2 separate regions of the Ovis aries genome follow, and region 2 is linked to region 1. Evidence: chromatin contacts called from public Hi-C data. All regions are on one chromosome and are shown on one strand. The core of a region is the stretch at or near the end of the contact, and the rest is flanking DNA. Distances in the headings are between cores, read along the strand shown. Region 1 has its middle 130 kb from the start of MYC. Region 2 holds the start of MYC (MYC proto-oncogene, bHLH transcription factor).

Region 1 (3,159 bases), core at 178-2,677:
TCCTTGCCCACGGCGTGCAGCAACCCTGCAGACGTGGGGCATCTACTCGGAGCAGCCAGAGGGGAGGGGGAGTGGGCACCTCACTTCTCGCTGCGACCGTTCTGTGCCTTCGGGTGCCTGAGCCCCGCCACCCCCTCCTGGGAGGAGCCTGAGATAACCCCAGACCACCACAATGGGGTTGTACTAGGGAGTCACTGATAAAAGGAGAAAAAAGCAGGGCTGCAGGCCGTGTGATAAACGAGGGCGCCTGTTCTGCAGTGGGAGGCTGGGGGGAGATGGCAGGAGAGATGCGAGGGGGTGTGATGGTGGAAGCGGAGGGCCAGGATTGTGCCCTGGTGTCCACACTCACCTCGCATCCCCAGGGCAGCTCTGATGGCCACTGCAAGACCAGCCAAACCTCCAAGTCCCCCCAGGCCCTCAAGAGCCCCCTCCCGGGGTGACTCCTCCCCCTGCCCTGCTTAGCCATGGACAGCAGTGAACAGAGCACCTGTCAGGCTGTGTTGTCAATTCCTCCCAGCAGACCTCCGGGGCTGCACTGAGTTCCCATCACACCTAATCCCAGGGGACCAAGAGCCTCCTCCCTGGGGGTGCACAGAGTTCATACTTATAGTCTGTCTCTCCAGATGACAAAAAGGACCTAGGGACCCTAAGAGTATTCCATTGCAGGCAGTGCCACACACACACACACACACACACACACACACACACACACACACCCTCCTCCTCTGCCTTCTGTTGGATAAATAACCTTGGGCAAAGTTCTCAGCTGTGAACTGGGCATACCACTGCCTATCCAGTGGAACTATTGGGCTAGTTAAGTTCTACAGATGCTCAAAAACCGTGTCTTCCTTCTGTCTGTCCTTTTCACAGAAGCTGAAAGAAAAGCACCGACTCAGATCTGATCTGATCAATTCCGATGCACTGAATAAGGGGCCCGCTGTGTGTTTAGCTGTGAGCAAGGCACACATGTCTCTCAACCTCGGACGACTTCCTAGGATGGGAGGATGACAAGAAATCAAACACCTTGCATAGATGGATATAATATTTCGACACAGGGAGGAGCTGTGGGCTGGGACAGTGGGCAGTAACCAGAGGGACGTCATTTCCACAAGAAGGTCAGGGAAACTTGAGAAGTGCCGCGGGCGTGAGCAGAACCGGGAACCCAACCAAAACGGAACCCCAGGCCCCGCCCCACGTCTTCCCGGCAGGCAAGTGCCAGGCGGCCCCGGGTGACCTGAGCGCATGGGACACTGGCTGTTAGAGATGCCACTCTCCTCTGGGCAGCCCAACACTAAGGCAACATCCCTCAGTCATCAGCGTCACAGCTGCAGAACCACCAGAACCCTCTGTCGCCTGGTCCACCTCCCTCATACAGACACAAGACTCCCTTCCCTCGCCTACTGCCAGCCGGGCACTCAGCCCTCCTCAGCTCTGGGGACTGGGACCTTTGATCAACTGTCTACGCCAGCCAGCAGCGCCTGGTTCAAAGGCCAAGACAGCACCCCCGGCTCTGCTCAGAAAGATTTCCAAGGCCCAAGCAACAAGCTCCCTCCAACCAGGAGCAACACTCCCATCGCAGGCCGGGCGTCAGCTGTGTGCTGGGCACGATGCTGGCTGGCCGCACACACACAAGTGTTCTGGGATCCTCAACACCGATCCTATGAAGGACGATGATACGTCACCCCCACTGAGGAGAGGGGAGCAAGGAACCCAGCAGTCACTTTGTCCCCAACTCACTAGGTGGATGTGGGTTACAGATTTCAGCCCAGGATCCTCTGGCTCCAAGGCACCCAGCTGACACGTGGTTCTTGGTTTCCGGCTAGAGCCGTTTGCATGATGGTGACCTCTCCCACCAGCCAGGGCAGCAGCAACGGAAGCCCAGGTGGGTGCTGGACCGAACACATGGAAGATACCTGTACAAGGAGGAGGTGGGTCTTACGTTTCAGAGGCAGCCCCCAGGGGAGCTGGCAGAGCTCCAAGTTCCCGTCAGTGAGAAAGGCAGGAAGCATCGGTCCTCTGTCTCCCATCTTCATCCAGGCTGTAGGAATCCACGAGGTGCTCAGCCAGGGCCCTCCTAAAACCGCCATGAGCATCCAGAAATGTGGCTGGTGTGTGTCTCTGGAGAGCCTGCCTCCACCAGCATCAGTCCCCGTGAAGGCGGCTGAGAATCGCTATACATCCACAAGACTCAGTTCAATTCGGTCGCTCAGTCGTGTCCTACTCTTTGCAACCCCATGGACTGCAGCACACCAGGCCTCCTTGTCCATCACCAACTCCTGGAGTTTACCCACAAGACTCAGAAGACCCTTAAAGGAAGCTCCTTGCAGCTGACAGGTGCAACCATCATGAGGGACCTTCTTTTTAATTCCTTTCTGGTCAAAAGATCAGGCCTGGGGATGAGACGGAGAAAAACCAATCTTGTTACAATCATGGACCCAGAGCAGCAATTGTTCTTCCTTCCTTGTATTTGACCTAATAGAGCGAGAGGAGGGGCTTCCTTGGTGGCTCAGACAGTAAAGAATCTGCCTGCAGGGTTCGATCCCTGGGTTGGGAAGATCCCCTGGCAAAGGGAATGGCAATCCCCTGTGATATTCTTGCCTGGAGAATCCCCTGGACAAAGGAGCCTGACGAGCTACAGCCCACTGGGTCACAAAGAGCCACACACGACTGAGCAACTAACACAGAGACGTGCACGAAGAGGGAGACTCACTAAAAATAATGCCCTGCAACTCTGACACTTAAATACGGGTGAAGGGGCGAGGGTCACCTCCCACCCGCACCAAAGCCCTCCTGCAAAGGGAATGGAGTTTCACTGCTTAGGGTTCCTCCTTAGGAACTATCCAAGGGCAGCAGGGGGGCTGAGGTACCCCCATTATAAAGAGGAGGACAGTGAGTACCGGAAGGGTTAGGTAGCCCGCTTGGGGAGTTACCAGCACAGGCAGGCCTGGCACACAGCCCTGGGCTCCCCTGCAGGGCCCAGAGGTCCCAGCTGAAGGGGTGTGGGGTCAGCTGGTAGGAAGTAGTTCTCTGTTTTGTTTCTTTTTAAAGATAACGAGAAAGCCCTGGCATCCTTCCAGGCCTTGTCCTGCACTGTGAGCCTCTTCAGGGCAGAGCTTGGGGCCTCTTCCTTTGATATTCATTCATTCAGCAACTACTGAG
Region 2 (3,159 bases), core at 373-2,872, 130 kb after region 1:
CTGCCCCGCGACCGCCCAGCAATCGAAATCAGCTTTGGCCTCCGTCACAGGCCCGGGTAGGCGGCGGCGGCGGTGGGGAATAGGATCTGCCAAACGCCGGGGCGCAAAGTTTTGCGCCACCTGAAGGAGGCGGCGAGAGACGCCGCGGCTGGAGCGGTTGCGCTCGGCCCCCTCCCGCTCCCGGGCCCCTAGCGCCGCGCCCGTTCCCACTCGCGCGCCCTCGTCTCGCTGTTTCCCCTGCCGGCGCCGCCGCCCCTCCCAGCCTCCCTTCTCCGCCTCCCGCATCCCTACCCCCAGCGCAACCCCCTTCTTTCCTTTGCGGGCTTTCCTTCTCTCTCCGGCTGGGGTGGCGAGCTCAGCTTCGAGCCTTTAGCCCTTCTCCACCCCCCCCCCCCCCACCCCCGACCCTCATAAATAAAAGGAGAGTGTTAAATAATAACAGAGACGTCTCCCTTCAACACTCAATACGGCGACGTAACTGCGCCAGAGACCCTGCTACGATTCCGCGCCCGTAGCCGGGCGTCTTCTCCCTCACCAGCCGAGGGTAGCAGCTGTTCTCGAAAAGCCCGGTGCCTCGCTCCTGGCCGTCCTCCGCATCTCAGGGGGCGTAGGGACACCCGCGCGGGGACCCCGGAGGCGGCCGGGGAGCCAAGGCTAGGTGCAGAGATTTTGCCCTCATCCCCCCCCACCGCCGAGTCAATAATTCCAGGAGACTCGGACACATCTTTGCCCCAGCTTCCTTTTCCCCGTCCCCGCGCCTTCCCAACACCGAATCCTAACCTCTCTGTAGACCAAAATCTTTAATTTTACTATCCTTTAAAAAAAAAGTCAAAGGCCAACTTCTAAAAGGAGCCGGGAGCGTTGGAGACGCCGAGGGGGTCGGCGGGCGGGACGCGCCGCAGTGTCTGTCTCTGGCTGTCAGAAATGCAGTAAGCCGAAATTTAAATGCCCTTTTCCAGACAGGAAAAAGTCAGCGGCTGCGGAGCTCTCTTCGCTCAAACATGCAATGTGTAATTCTTACTCCAAGGAGTTCAGGATGTAAAGGGTTTTCTGTCAACCGCGAAGCATACCCTTCTTCTCCCCGACAAAAGGCAAAAAAGCAATTAATGCAATAAAGCATGAATGTCCACCCGGCCGGGGTCAGCGTCCATCTAAGGCGAGCAAAAACCTCTAAAGGCTACTTTCAGAAAACGCACCCCCGGTTTCCCTCTGCCTTCCTCTCTCTTCCCATCTTGACAAGTCACTGTACCCCGACCCAGTTCTGGTTCCTCTCCACCCCACCCCGACCAGCCACAACTACTCTGAGAAAAGTGTCAATAGCGCAGGAATGGGAGAAAAGACACTCGATTCGGGCGTTCTGCTCATCGCGGCGTTAAGGCGGTAGCAAAAATAAATGAAAAAGGCCAATAGGTCCGGGTGCTCACCCGTATTTCCACTATCCGAAGGAAATCTAGCGTCCAAAAAGCGGCGAGGAGCGCCTTTCAGAGGCGCGGGTCGTGGGCTGCGGCGAGGGAAAGTGTCTCCCCAAAAAGGCAGAAGAGCTTCTCTGCGTCCGGGGAGTCTTGGTGTCGCTCGGGTGTTGTAAGTTCCAGTGGGCAAAGTTTCGCGGATGCGGCGCGGGTGGCGGACCGCTAGCAGGGGTCCGCGGGGAGGGTGGGGTGGGGGCCGGCCTGGCTGGAGGCGCAGAAGCCCCCCTTTGACTCCGGATCTCCCTTCCCCGGGCGCCCGGAGCGCGACTCCGCTCGCTAGGCTGGCTCGGCTCTTCCACCCTGGAGGGCCCGCCCGCTCGCTCCCTCTGCCTCTCGCTGGAATTACTACAGCGAGTCAGATAAAGCCCAGAAAAAACTGGCTTTTATACGAGAAGGTAAGGCCCCTCCTCTGTTCTTTTTCCCGCCAAGCCTCAGAGTAGCCCTGCCCTTCCAGGCAGTGGTGGAGCCAGGCGGCGGCCGCGGCGAGCCAGCCGCAGCGGTAGCCGCGAGATGCGCAGCCCGGGGGTCCTCCGCAGCGGAGACCCTCGCCTATAAAGGGCTGGTGGGCGGGGACTCACCAGAGAGGATCTTTGTCTCCCCCGCCCTCTGCTTTGGGAACCCGGGAGGGGCGCTGGTGGGGAGGGAGGGCGGGAGGGGAGGAGATTCAGCTCTTTGAGCCTGGCACTCCAGTGCGCCGAGCTCTCGGATGTAAACACGGTCAGAGCGCCGCATGAATTAACTGCGCGCGCCTACCATTTTCTTTTGCTCCCGCTCAAACCGTCTCTCTGCTGCTTGGTTCCTGTGGAGCAGCGCTGTGTTGGACAAACCGCATACTTGTCCTGTGTTCTTAAATCATCTGGGGGCAGAACCGCTCATCCCTAGATGCTGAGAATACACCGTGTACCCACGGCTGCGCCATGCACGTCCCGGGTGGACAGGCCGGGAAGGGGCAGCCTTTGGAAAATAACTCCTACGAAGAGAGGAGGAAAGAAGGGGTATTGATGGGCGTGCGCTCTGAGTGTGTGTGTGCTGGGGGGTTAAGTGTCGATGGGATACATGATCAAAGGTATGGGGAAGAAAAATGGTGCCTGGAATTACTAAAATAATTCAGCAACGCGCTGCCACGTATACTTGGAGAGCGCGGTATGAATAAACACCCATTGCATTTGTTGGGGGTGTTATGCATTCTGGGTGTGCGCAGCTTTCTCGACTGCGCACCTTCCACCCACAATGAATCCCCCGATTGCTGCCAAAGTCGCAGAGGACCCCCACTCCTGGCTCTGCCCGCGCAGACCTACACGGATCTCCGTGGGGGCCAGCGTTCCTCCTGCCCCTCCCCCCACCCAGTACGCGCTAATCCCTGAGATCTTTCTGCGGGTTCCAGAGCTGGAATAAGGGAGGAGCGCGCCTGCGGGTGCGCGCCGCGGGGGACCACCCCCGTCCCTCTAAACCCCCATCCCACCCCCGCGCCTCTCTCTCGGAGTTCCCAATTCCGCAGCCAGGTTTCAGAAGAGAGACGAATCCTCTTTGCGCCCCGTGGCGCCGGTTTGCACCACTCTGGGGCTCCCAGGTTTGGGGAAAAATAGAAGGCGCTAGACGGGAGGATACAGCCCGGGGGAGGGGGGCGCGAGCCTCAGGACCAGACTCCCCAGAAGAGGGAAGGGGGCGAGCCGGAGGATCCTGCCTGGGG

The links. Hi-C and Micro-C count contacts between places; a contact is called where the count stands out from the background.
Region 2: a contact with region 1 is called in a Hi-C map of liver, with 4 times the contacts expected there. The contact joins the promoter of MYC here to the enhancer-like site in region 1. A contact is called at or near these places in 5 of 16 Hi-C or Micro-C datasets (liver, muscle, retroperitoneal adipose tissue and 1 more).

The regions. Positions count from the first base shown.
Region 1 is chr9:25,611,389-25,614,547 of ARS-UI_Ramb_v3.0, forward strand. No RefSeq gene overlaps it. Among named protein-coding and RNA genes, the nearest start is that of MYC, 130 kb to the right of the region's middle. Within about 2 kb of position 1,428, at least 4 of the 54 cell types and tissues checked have an H3K27ac peak or open chromatin away from gene starts, as enhancers often do. A contact at or near this core is called in liver and tail adipose tissue, where this site is marked.
Region 2 is chr9:25,736,914-25,740,072 of ARS-UI_Ramb_v3.0, forward strand. It overlaps MYC (MYC proto-oncogene, bHLH transcription factor), which reads right to left and starts at 1,623. Exons shown (of 3, transcript NM_001009426.1): 1 at 1,425-1,623. LOC132657163 (a long non-coding RNA gene) reads left to right here and starts at 1,938. Exons shown (of 2, transcript XR_009594937.1): 1 at 1,938-3,159.